3 separate regions of the Mus musculus genome follow, and all the other regions are linked to region 1. The links are chromatin contacts, called in public promoter capture Hi-C maps. All regions are on one chromosome and are shown on one strand. The core of a region is the stretch at or near the end of the contact, and the rest is flanking DNA. Distances in the headings are between cores, read along the strand shown.

Evidence for each region. Promoter capture Hi-C pulls out the DNA fragments that hold promoters and counts their contacts.
Region 2: a promoter capture Hi-C map of erythroid cells shows a contact between it and region 1, with 15 times the contacts expected there. The contact joins the promoter of Pgm3 here to the promoter of Tmed3 in region 1.
Region 3: a promoter capture Hi-C map of pre-B cells shows a contact between it and region 1. The contact joins the promoter of Ube2cbp here to the promoter of Tmed3 in region 1. A contact is called at or near these places in 1 of 39 promoter capture datasets (pre-B cells) and 1 of 484 Hi-C or Micro-C datasets (CD4 T cells).

Annotation. Positions count from the first base shown.
Region 1 is chr9:89,703,089-89,706,482 of GRCm38.p6, forward strand. It overlaps Tmed3 (transmembrane p24 trafficking protein 3), which reads right to left and starts at 1,955. Exons shown (of 3, transcript NM_025360.2): 1 at 1,658-1,955. The coding sequence starts at 1,837.
Region 2 is chr9:86,570,015-86,573,454 of GRCm38.p6, forward strand. Pgm3 (phosphoglucomutase 3) reads right to left here and starts at 1,828. Exons shown (of 13, transcript NM_028352.4): 1 at 1,716-1,828; 2 at 188-393. The coding sequence starts at 391. Rwdd2a (RWD domain containing 2A) reads left to right here and starts at 1,974. Exons shown (of 3, transcript NM_001145969.1): 1 at 1,974-2,043; 2 at 2,823-3,049. The coding sequence starts at 2,849.
Region 3 is chr9:86,462,555-86,466,388 of GRCm38.p6, forward strand. It overlaps Ube2cbp (ubiquitin-conjugating enzyme E2C binding protein), which reads right to left and starts at 2,362. Exons shown (of 10, transcript NM_027394.2): 1 at 2,187-2,362. The coding sequence starts at 2,263.

The DNA of each region.
Region 1 (3,394 bases), core at 705-3,204:
GACCCCGCTAAGCATTCTGTAATTTAACCCTCACCATTTTCCAACACAGACTCCATGTAGCTTCCCATCCTGCTGAGCCTACGCAGTTAAGAGGCAGTGACCACTGCACTCGGTGTTTTTCTTAGTATTACTACAAAACATTTGACAGAAGCAATTCAAGGAAAAAAATCCAAATTTATTTGACTTGCAAATAAATTCAAATTTATTTGACTTGCAAATAAATTTGAGGGCATAGTTCATCAGGGAGAAGGCATGGTATCTGGAACATGAAGGCTTCCAGGGGTAGGGGTAGGGGCTAATCACATGGTATCCAGAGTCAGGAAGCAGAGAAATGAACGATAGCATTCAGCTGGTTTCCTCCTTTTTATTCAGCCTGGTGAATGATGGTACTCCCACTTAGGGTGGCTCTTCCCACTGCAATCTAATCTAGAAAGCCCTTTACATTCTCAGAGGCTTGTCTCTTTGGTGGTTATAGATTTCCCCCCACTGATGGGGCATGCCTACCCTCAACGGCTTCTGGAGCCTCACTAGCCACATCAAGAATGCTGGGGTGGGGGGGGCGGTTGTTGTTGTTGTTCTTGTTTGTTTTGTTTTGTTTTGTTTTGTTTCTTCGAGACAGGGTTTCCCTGTATAGTCCTGGCTGTCCTGGAACTCTGTAAACCAGGCTGACCTCGAACTCAGAGATCCACCAGCCTCTGCCTCCCAAGTGCTGGGATTAAAGTCCTGCGCCACCACTGCCCAGCCAAGAATATTGTTCTTATTCTTAGGCTGCCTGTGCTGAGGCAGGCACACACACACACACACACACACACACACACTGTATGTCGTCCATAGATGTGAGAGCAGTCTCATCAGTGACTCCACCATACATGGAATTGTCAGCAGAAGCAACCTTCAGAGCGTCTACCATAGAAGGGCTTACTCATTGTACACAACTGGGGTGCCTGTGTCACCTCATTTCTAGAGGTCTTGCTTTATGGTGGTCATTCATCCCTCTGACCCTATGCCTACTCATTAACCCTAGGGGATAGAGCCTTTACCAAAGCAACTGTTAGCTATGAGATCTGTCCATGGAGACCAAAGTGCAGGACCTAACTTTGTTGAGCCATATGGTAAGCAGAGAGGCAAGCCACATAGCCACACCACTGGGGAGGGAGTGTGTGTGACTGTCCTTAAGTATACACTGGCAGGGTTCGAAGTCTGCACTGAACCCTCCTTTCAAAAAAAAAAAACCCTTCATCACTCCAACTATGTCACCCCAAACTCCAGCTGTAAAGGATGCAGCTGACTTCAGCACCAGCAAGACACCCAGCCCAAAGTGACAGTTGGGTCAGACTGCCACCCAGTGGGTGTCCAGCTAATTAATACTGATGTTCCTGGAGGTACCTGGGAGAGGTCATTCTGGTCAATTCTGCAGGGGGCGACAGGGGGCGGTAACAGGCCCCCCATCCTGAGCGCTCACCTGTAGCCTGCCTAACTCCCCAGTGCCCCTGGCCCACTTCGGGAGGGCTCTGGCAGATACAAACGTTTCTTCTCAGGGAGAAGTCAACCGGTCTGGGGTTGTTATCCCCGACCCCCTCAGCCTTTGGTGGCTAATCTTGGCCGCTCCGGATGGCGGCGCACCAGTAGCCCCAGTGAGACGCGGCTAGGGCCGCACCTGGTAATCCAGAGAGAACTTCACGCCCTGCTCCACCTCTTCGTGGAAGCACTGCTTGGCGTTGTCCGGCAGCTCGAAGGTGAGCTCAGCGCTCCGCAGTGGCTCGGCCCGGAGCAGGAGCAGAAGCAGCAGCTGTAGCAGCATCTGGAAGGATGAAGCGTGCGGAGCCTCGTGGACCATGATGCTCCGGGCCTAGTCCTCTCTAGGCTCCCGCGCAGCGACAGCAGGGACAGCAGGGAGAGGGGAGGGGCCCCCTGAAGAGACGTGGCGCGAGCTCAGCACAGCGGTTCCGGGTGGCGGCCACTCCGCGCGCAGCCGCACACCAGAGAGGTGGGCGGGGAACCTTTCCGCCCGCTGCGCAAGCGCATCACTGAGTTTAGGCGCTATTGTATTTGATGCGGCTCTTGGACTCGGGTACTTCTCAGTGCGTCCCTTCAACTCGGAAACCGTTGGGCTTCTAGTCTGTTTCTGACTTGCTGTCACTTAGTGTCTGCCACGTCTCCGGAGAAATCCCGGACGTAATGAACACATTCAGTAGTTAGGAGGACTCGATGGACTAGAAAGGAACCGCAGGGAAGGGAGGCGACGGATCCTCCACTCCCCCCTCCTACCTAAGGTGAAGAAGTGTTCAACAAAGTAAACCCCATGGCTACACTGGGGGAAAACAGGTTTTCTTGCACACAGACTCCCTTCTGGAAATAAAAGCATCTAAAGGATTTCAATTATGTTTTCGCATTCGGGTCACATTGAAAATTTTTTCAGAGAGAATCTGCCATCCCCTTTAACTTCTAAAAGTGTTGAAAGACAAGTTGATTTATTGTCTTATTCATGACAACTGCCCTAAGAAGGATATATATGATTTTATGTTCACCATAGTCCATAAACAAAGAGACATTACATGTTATAATATTTGCTGATACATAAACACTTACTGTCAGTAGAACATTATTAGATATGGTGAATCTTAATTTTAACAAAGAATTTCACTACTCATATATACTACCACATAGATAAAATTGGCATACACTACCACTGGCCATACTGGATCCTGTATCAAGGAGCTAATGTGCATGAAAGCAGCACCCATAATATAATTATTAATAAAATGTACTATCTCTGTGCTAGATTAGATGTGAAAGAGGTGTTGAGCTGTGTGCCTTGGGGCTCCTTCCCTGCTTGTCCTATTTAACATTGACTTATATTTCTTATTTTCAATTATGTGTATGCACATGTGTGTATATGAGTATGTATATATGAATGCAGGTCTCCAAAGAGGCCAGAGGCTTTGGATCCCCTGGAGCTAGAATTGCAGGCAGTTGTCACTCATTTGATAAGGCTTTTGGGACCCAAACTGGGGTCCTCTAGAAGTATTCTTAACCAGTGAGCCATCTCTCCTCCAACTCTTAACATTTTTAATGAAGAGTATTTGAAGATGTGAAAGTTATAATCATCTAACTGGAAAATCAAGTGAAGAAAAACAAAACAAAACAAAACAAAACAAAACTGAAGTTCCCACAAGTTAAAGATGAAGCGCTACATTTAAGTTCCAGGTGGTGGGGATGGGGGTTGGGAGGGTGGGGGAGGGAGGGGGAATCTGCAGTGGTTCAAAAGAAGAGGCCTGGTTTCACAGCTCTTTAAGTTGGAGCAGGCAGAATTGGAATCAGCATCAAACTACATATAAGACAAGAGAAAATGCCTGAGTTTTAAAAAAATAAATTATTGCCTTAGCAGACAGTG
Region 2 (3,440 bases), core at 578-3,077, 3.1 Mb before region 1:
GAGGCAGAGGCAGGCAGATTTCTGAGTTCGAGACCAGCCTGGTCTACAGAGTGAGTTCCAGGACAGCCAGGGCTATACAGAGAAACCCTGTCTCGAAAATCCAAAAAAAAAAAAAGTGTGTGGACTTCAGTTCAAGATTCTTAGACACTATAGCTTAGTCTTGTAAATAAAGACAGCACCTTGTTACCTCAGGGTTATGTGAGGCCGTAACCATGACTCCAATGGTAGATCTTGTTTGCTTTGACCGCAGGACAGCTAGCAATCCCATTCGAAACATGATATGATCGAGATGCTGGGCATTGGTCCGAAATCCAGCAGTCCCATACTGAAGAATGAGCCCCTGGGGCTTGGCATGGAGTGCCGAGCGCTTACACACAGCCTCCAGATCCATGCCTACAAGAGTAAGAAATAAAAGAAGGGAAAGCTTTCAAGTACTGCTTGGTAAACTGCCAACTCAATGTAGCACATTTGTTTCAATGGGACCCTCTCCAGAGAACCACTTTTGGGAAGGCAGGGAAGAGAAAAGGAGACCCTGGAGTTAAAATTACCCAGAAGCCCCTGCCTAAACCATACCCTCCAGGACAGACTCGGGAGAGACACCAGCCACTGTCCACTCCTATTCCACTCTGTCTTCAGGATGAACTGTCCTAAAGTAATGCCATCACACCATCATTTTATGTTACAGAAGGGTCAACTCCCGGTGTGGGCCTCGGTTAATCATATAAAGTCTGGTGTGCGGCCAGTGAAAGGCTGAGGCTGAAGGTCAGAAACCTGGAATCCGTGTGGCTCTTTTGCTGTTCCTCTCAAGCTAGAAAGAAACAGTCCCAAAAGAAAAACAATGGACAGTCATTTCCTCTGGTCTGAGACCCAACCCCACCCCCACCCCCATCAGCTAGGCCATCTCACAGAAGCCTCACCAATCTCCATAAAGACAGGCATGGCAGCCTTCTAAAGTAACATCAAAAACAACTAACATCTACCATGCTACTTCCAACCTGTCATTTAAAAACAAGTGAGTGTGGGATACCTCCAATTCATTCAACTCGGGTTTTCCACTTCGGCCAGCGGTGTATTTGCAGAGCCACAAACTGTACTTCCTGGGTCAGCTCTATCCTAGTTTGCCCAGAGAGGGGGTGCTGTCCCTCCGCTAACAGCCACACCTCCTCGCTTTATTGTCCTTCCTTGCTTCTATACACAACACTACCAGAAGTGTGGGGAAATGTTTGCTTTTCTCCGGTTAGTAAAATAGATCATTCCCAAGCTACTTTAGTTATCAAACTTTTGTCCACAAGGACGAATATAATTTTGTAAAAAAAAAAAAAAATGACCCGTTGGTAATGTATCCCTATTATTCATAGGGGCGTCAACCACTCCTACGAAATTCAGAACTCTCAAAGGAAAATCACAGTCATAGAACAACGGCATGCTTCCACCCTTTAATGCATTTGGAGTTCTCGAACTAATTTCGATTAGGTATGGCAATGTTTATTAAAAGCCCTAACAGTGTTTGCTTCTTTCATTCAAACTGCCACCCTTGGGGATGCATCCTGCTCCGAGCTACTGATTGACTCGCGGCTCCGCGCACTACAGCGCGAGGACCTCAGGCACCTGGGCCGCGCGCAGCGTTGGATAGGTAGGTCCGGCAGTCATGCCCCAGCCTCAGCTGCCGATGAACCCCCACCCACAGCGGCCCGGCATTCTCCACGCCCGCTCACCTAGATCTGGAGCAAGAACGTTCTCTCCACAGGCGAGACGCGGCCGCGCAGTGCGCACCAAACCAACTCTCTCAGACCTCGCAGACGTGGCCCAGCTTTGCTTCCGGCCCGACGCCCCGCCCACACCAATCACAGCCCGGAAGGGCCGCTGAACCCGCCCCTGCACCACCAAGCCCCGCCCCGACCAATCGCGGCGGGTTGGTGTCTGTGGCCCCGCCCTATGCGCCAAGCCCCGCCCCCCAGCCGTCCGCGCGCTGCTCGCGCCCGCGGAACTGCGGCTGCGGTTCGGAGCGGGTTCGGGGCTGCTTGGCTTGAGTGATCTGAAAGGGTGAGGCTAAGGCGGCTAAGGCGGGCCGAAGGTTAGCTCCCGGGGTGGACAGCTGCGCCTTTCAGCCTGGGCCTCAGGGTCCCGGGTCCCTAAAGAACGGGAGCGTTGACGTCCCTCCGACCACCGAGATCACCTCCCAGCCCAGCCCCTGCCAGGCGAGGTCAGCGTCATCCCCGCGGGTCTTCACCCGCTTAGCCCTAGGCGTCACTTTATTAAGTGGAAATGGCTGAGACCCCTCCTCCCAGCCCCTGGCTCTGCGGTGGCGTCCCTATGCACCTGCGCGAGATGCTGCACCCCACTGCGGTCCGGGGAGGCTGTCCTCCGAGGGGGCCTGCGGATGGGGGCTGGCGGCGGGGATGACCTAGAGCCCTCCCCTCCGCACTGCAGGCATCCTTCCTAGCTGCGCAGGCTTGAGATCCAAGTGGGATTCCCGGGCCGGTCCCTGGTTTTCCCGGGATTGAGGCTGACCAGGAATACAGGTGTTTGCAACCACCGGCCACGAAATCTGTCACCCGAGCACCTGTTGAAAGCGCAGACTCCAGAATGGCCGGCAAGGGTGGGAAGGAGAGACAAGGATTCTGGGGTTTGAGGGAGCATTTTAAAGGATGTTGTGCGTACTAGATTGGGGGGGGGGGGCTAGGAGAGAAATCTAAAGTGTATGGATGCGTGCCCGTAGCTCTCTACAAACAGCGGGACTGCCTCTTAGAAAAGGGACCTTGGGAAAATTTCCTGGACACCAGTCGTCATTTACAACCCCATTATTTCTGGGCCTTTTCCAGGTTTCCAAGCCGGCTGATTTGGAGACATGTCAGGGTCAGTAAAAGAAAGCCTTCAGCTTCAGCTGCTGGAGATGGAAATGCTGTTTTCTATGTTTCCTAATCAAGGAGAAGTAAAACTCGAAGATGTAAACGCCCTAACAAACATAAAGAGGTATCTGGAAGGCACCAGGGAGGCGCTCCCACCCAACATCGAATTTGTCATCACGCTCCAAATTGAGGAGCCCAAGGTGGGTGCTTTCATTGGTCCTAAGTGTTTCTGGGTGCCTATCGTGTTTTGCTTTTAATGTGTATGCGTGTTTCCCCCTCATGTATGTCTGTTCATCATGTGCATGCAGTGCCCCCTGGAGGCCAGAACTGCATGTGGGAACCTAGAATTGGACCCTGATCCTCTGGAAGAGCAGCCAGTGCTCTTAATGGCATAGCCCCAGGTATCCACTTGTTAACTGGAAAACCCAAAGCATGAGCTTCCTGTCCAGGTAACAAATAGACAATTTCAAATCCCAGGATGCGTTTGGAAGGAAAATGTACCAAACATGAGATGGTCCATAAATTCAGACAGACTTTAATGAAGTTAATGAGTGTTTAGGATTTCATCGGTTTTCAATGACACTGAATGTG
Region 3 (3,834 bases), core at 1,112-3,611, 3.2 Mb before region 1:
AAGGAGTTACAGAGACAAAATTTGGAGCTGTGACGAAAGGATGGACCATCTAGTGATTGCCATATGCAGGGATCCATCCCATAATCAGCTTCCAAATGCTGACACCATTGCATACACTAGCAAGATTTCACTGAAAGGACCCAGATATAGCTGTCTCTTGTGAGACTATGCCGGGGCCTAGCAAACACAGAAGTGGATGATCACAGTCAGCTATTGGATGGGTCACACGGCCCCTAATGGAGGAGCTAGAGAAATTACCCAAGGAGCTAAAGGGAACTGCAACCCTATAGGTGGAACAACAATATGAACTAACCAGTACCCGGGAGCTCTTGTCTTTAGCTGCATATGTATCAAAAGATGGCCTAGTCGGCCATCACTGCAAAGAGAGGCCTATTGGACTTGCAAACTTTATATGCCCCAGTACAGGGGAACGCCAGGGCCAAAAAGGGGGAGTGGGTGTGTAGGGGATTGGGGAGGTGGGTATGGGGGACCTTTGGGATAGCATTGAAAATGTAAATGAGGAAAATACCTAATTAAAAAAAAAAGAAAAAAAGAAAAAAAAAAAGAAAAGATTTGTAAATTTAGAAGAAGAAAAAAAGAAACGGGAAAGAAATACTCATTTAAGCTACCACAGAGATGAAATATGAATCTCAAAGCCTTGTTGGATGTTCCCAGCCCTGTGAAAGCACAGGCAAGCAGGCAGATCTATGAGTTCAAGGTCAGACTGGTTACATAGTAAACCACACCAGCCATGAATACATTATTAGGCCCTGTCTTACAAAACAAAACAACAAAAACATGTTGGGAAAGGCAGATTGAAACATCAATTTCAAAACATCAGTTGGCTATGTCAGCTTGACATACGTCGGGAATTAATTAAAACCCCAACATGGAGGGCACATGGTGAGGGATTTTTTTACTTAATTGGAAGTAGGAAGACTCACTTCCTACCTTTGAGGTAGGAAGACATTCCTTTATCCGGATCTTTTGAGCTGGGAAGAGCCACCTCAAATATAAGCCACAACTTCTGTGGGAAGAGGACATGGAAGAAAGAAGCTCTTTGCTTGCTTGCCCTCCCTCTCACTGTCATTAGGAAGTGCACTGAAGACCAGCTGAGACACACAGCCTCACGGACTGAGCAAACACTGGATTTTTGGACTCAACATTCATTCATAGCCACTGTTGGACTGGCTGGACTGCAAGCTGTTAAGTCGTTCTAATAAATCCTCTTTCTATTTATAGACAGATTCATTCAATCAATTCAGTTACTCTAGAGGACCCTGACTAATACACATGTCAACACAGTTCGAGAAACAGGGATATTGTGTAGATTGGTTGAATGGGACCAGACCATGGTTCTCTTAGTAGGATAAGGGACTGAGCTGTGTTAGAAGTCAACAGTCAAAAGATCAGAGAGACAAACAGGCAGTCTAGCAAAGTAGGTTTCTCACAGAGTTTGTTTGGTACGAGGGATTAGGCAGCTGTATTTGGTAATGTGTGTATTCTTAATTACCAAACACAGTGGACAGAAATTGTGGATATTGATCTCACTCCTCCCCACCCTTCATCCCCATACTGGGGAGTATTCAAGATCTGTACAAGCTACACAAATGAATTGTACTGAGCCTAGACTCAATCCCAATCTTAAAACTGAAGAAATCCAGGTAATTCTGCCCATGTGAGAAAGGTAGGATTTGAGTTCAGTCCTCAGGCCGCATGCAAAACTGCCACTTTAGCTACTTGTCAGATTTTAGGAAAAAAGGCGAAGCTAAGGAAAAAAAAAAATACAACTGTGCTGCTCTGTAGTACATTTTCACATCTATTTGATACATTTGTCACTAAGAACTAGGCAAAACCCACGAAGAGATCACAAACCATTAAAATTGCTGACCATTAGCAAAAAGGAGCATTTTACCCCCTAAAAGTTTCTTGTTTGTGTAGTAAATATGAAATTTAAAGTTCGCAGACAGGCTGGGGAGATGGTTCAGCGGCTAAAATGCTCGCCAGGGCAACCCATCTCGCCCCGCGCACGCGCACATTGTCCCGCGCACGCGCCTACTGCCCGGCGCGCTCGCTCCCTCGGTCCCGCGCATCCGCGCTCCTGTGCCACGCACACGCGCACCAGGCTCCGGGCCGCGCGCCTGGCCCATGCACGCGGTCCCGCGCACCGGTGCTCCCTCCCTTACCCCAGGATTAGCAGCGCACTCTGCAGCCGTCTCCGCACTTCCAGGAACACGCGCGTTTCCGCCGCAGCCACCGCCATGGCCGACTCAGGGACCCACGCGGGACCGAGCCCACAGTTACTAGAACCCGGACAGGGTGGGAGCACGTGCGGCCGTAGCAGGCGGCTGGCTCCCAGGCCAAGGTAGCGCGAAGGGATCCGGCGGCGGCCGTCTGTCGGCTAGAGCGCCACCTACCGGGAAGAGAGCGCACTGCCGAGGCGCCGACCTTGCCCCAGTGGCCGCTCTAGTAGGACAGGTGCGACCCAGAGAGCAGAGCTGACCTCCACTGGAAGGATGTTGGATGGGCTTGACTATGACTACGAGCATTTCTTTCCCTGAAATGAACAGAAAGCTCAGTTTGGGCCAGGGGAAGCTCTTCTCTGGATAGTTGAGTAGGATGAGGTAGATAATGGAGCAGAAGCTGTACAGGTGGTACTTCCCATAGGTCCAGAGCCCCAAAGCCCACTTTATCGGAGTCTCCTTTATTTGAACTAGAACAGTTTATTAGCTTCCGTATGATGTATCCAAAAATATCCACAATTGATTGGCCATTACATTTCGCGCTAGATATGGTACTTCCAAGACTGAAACAGTTGCAAAAACCAGTGTAACCACTAAAAGACTGGTGGACTTGTATCTTGACTGACCATTCATGTAACTTTTGAGAAGCTAAAAGGAAATGAGTAATTTCTGATATACATTCCCACTATACTGCAGAAATAAAAGAAGTCATAACTTAATTGCTCCTACAAGATACATTTCGAAAGTTTGATGCAGTAAAAGATCTAGTGTGGTATAAACAAATATATCAGGCCATAGGATTTCAGTTGGACACCTTTTAAGAATGGAAAGCTGTTATTTAAAACATAGCTTGTATAATGGGGATTGTCTTAGTTAAGGTTGCTTTTGCTGTGATGAAGCAACAGTACCAAAGGCATTTGGGGAGGAAAGCATGTGTTCAGCTTACACTTCTATACCACTGTTCATCATTGAGGGATGTCAGGACAGGAACCCAAACAGGGCAGAAACCGAGAGGGGGAGCTGATGCAGAAGCTATGGGAGGGTGAGTTTACTGGCTTGCTCCCATGGTTTCACTGAACCTGCTTCCCCATAGAACCGAGGATCACCGACCCAGGCAGGGATAGCACCACCCAACATAGGCTAGGCCCTCCTAGGTCAATCACTATTTTAAAAAACGAGTTACAGTTAGGTCTTATGGAAGCATTTTCTCAATTGAGGTTCCCTCCTTTCAGAAGACTCTATCTTGTGTCAAGTTGACATAAAACTAGCCAGGACTGAAATCCTGTTTATTGATGTTCCATTTCATAATTTCATAGTTATAATTATCTGACATTGAACAAACTGGAAGCATTTCTAAATAGGTTTAATCCAAAGAGGATGGCGTATATCTGCAACCCCAGCATTTAGGAGACTGAGGCAGGATTGCTGAAAGTTCAAGGTCAGTTTGGGCTATGTGAGTACAGGGCCGTCTAGAGCTATGTGGCAAGACTGTCTCAAAACAAAAACTGGTCTTAAGTATACTGAAAATGTGATTTCAGATAACTTTTCTAATATCAACCTTTGAGGTGTTTTAAAGTTTATCATGTTGCTA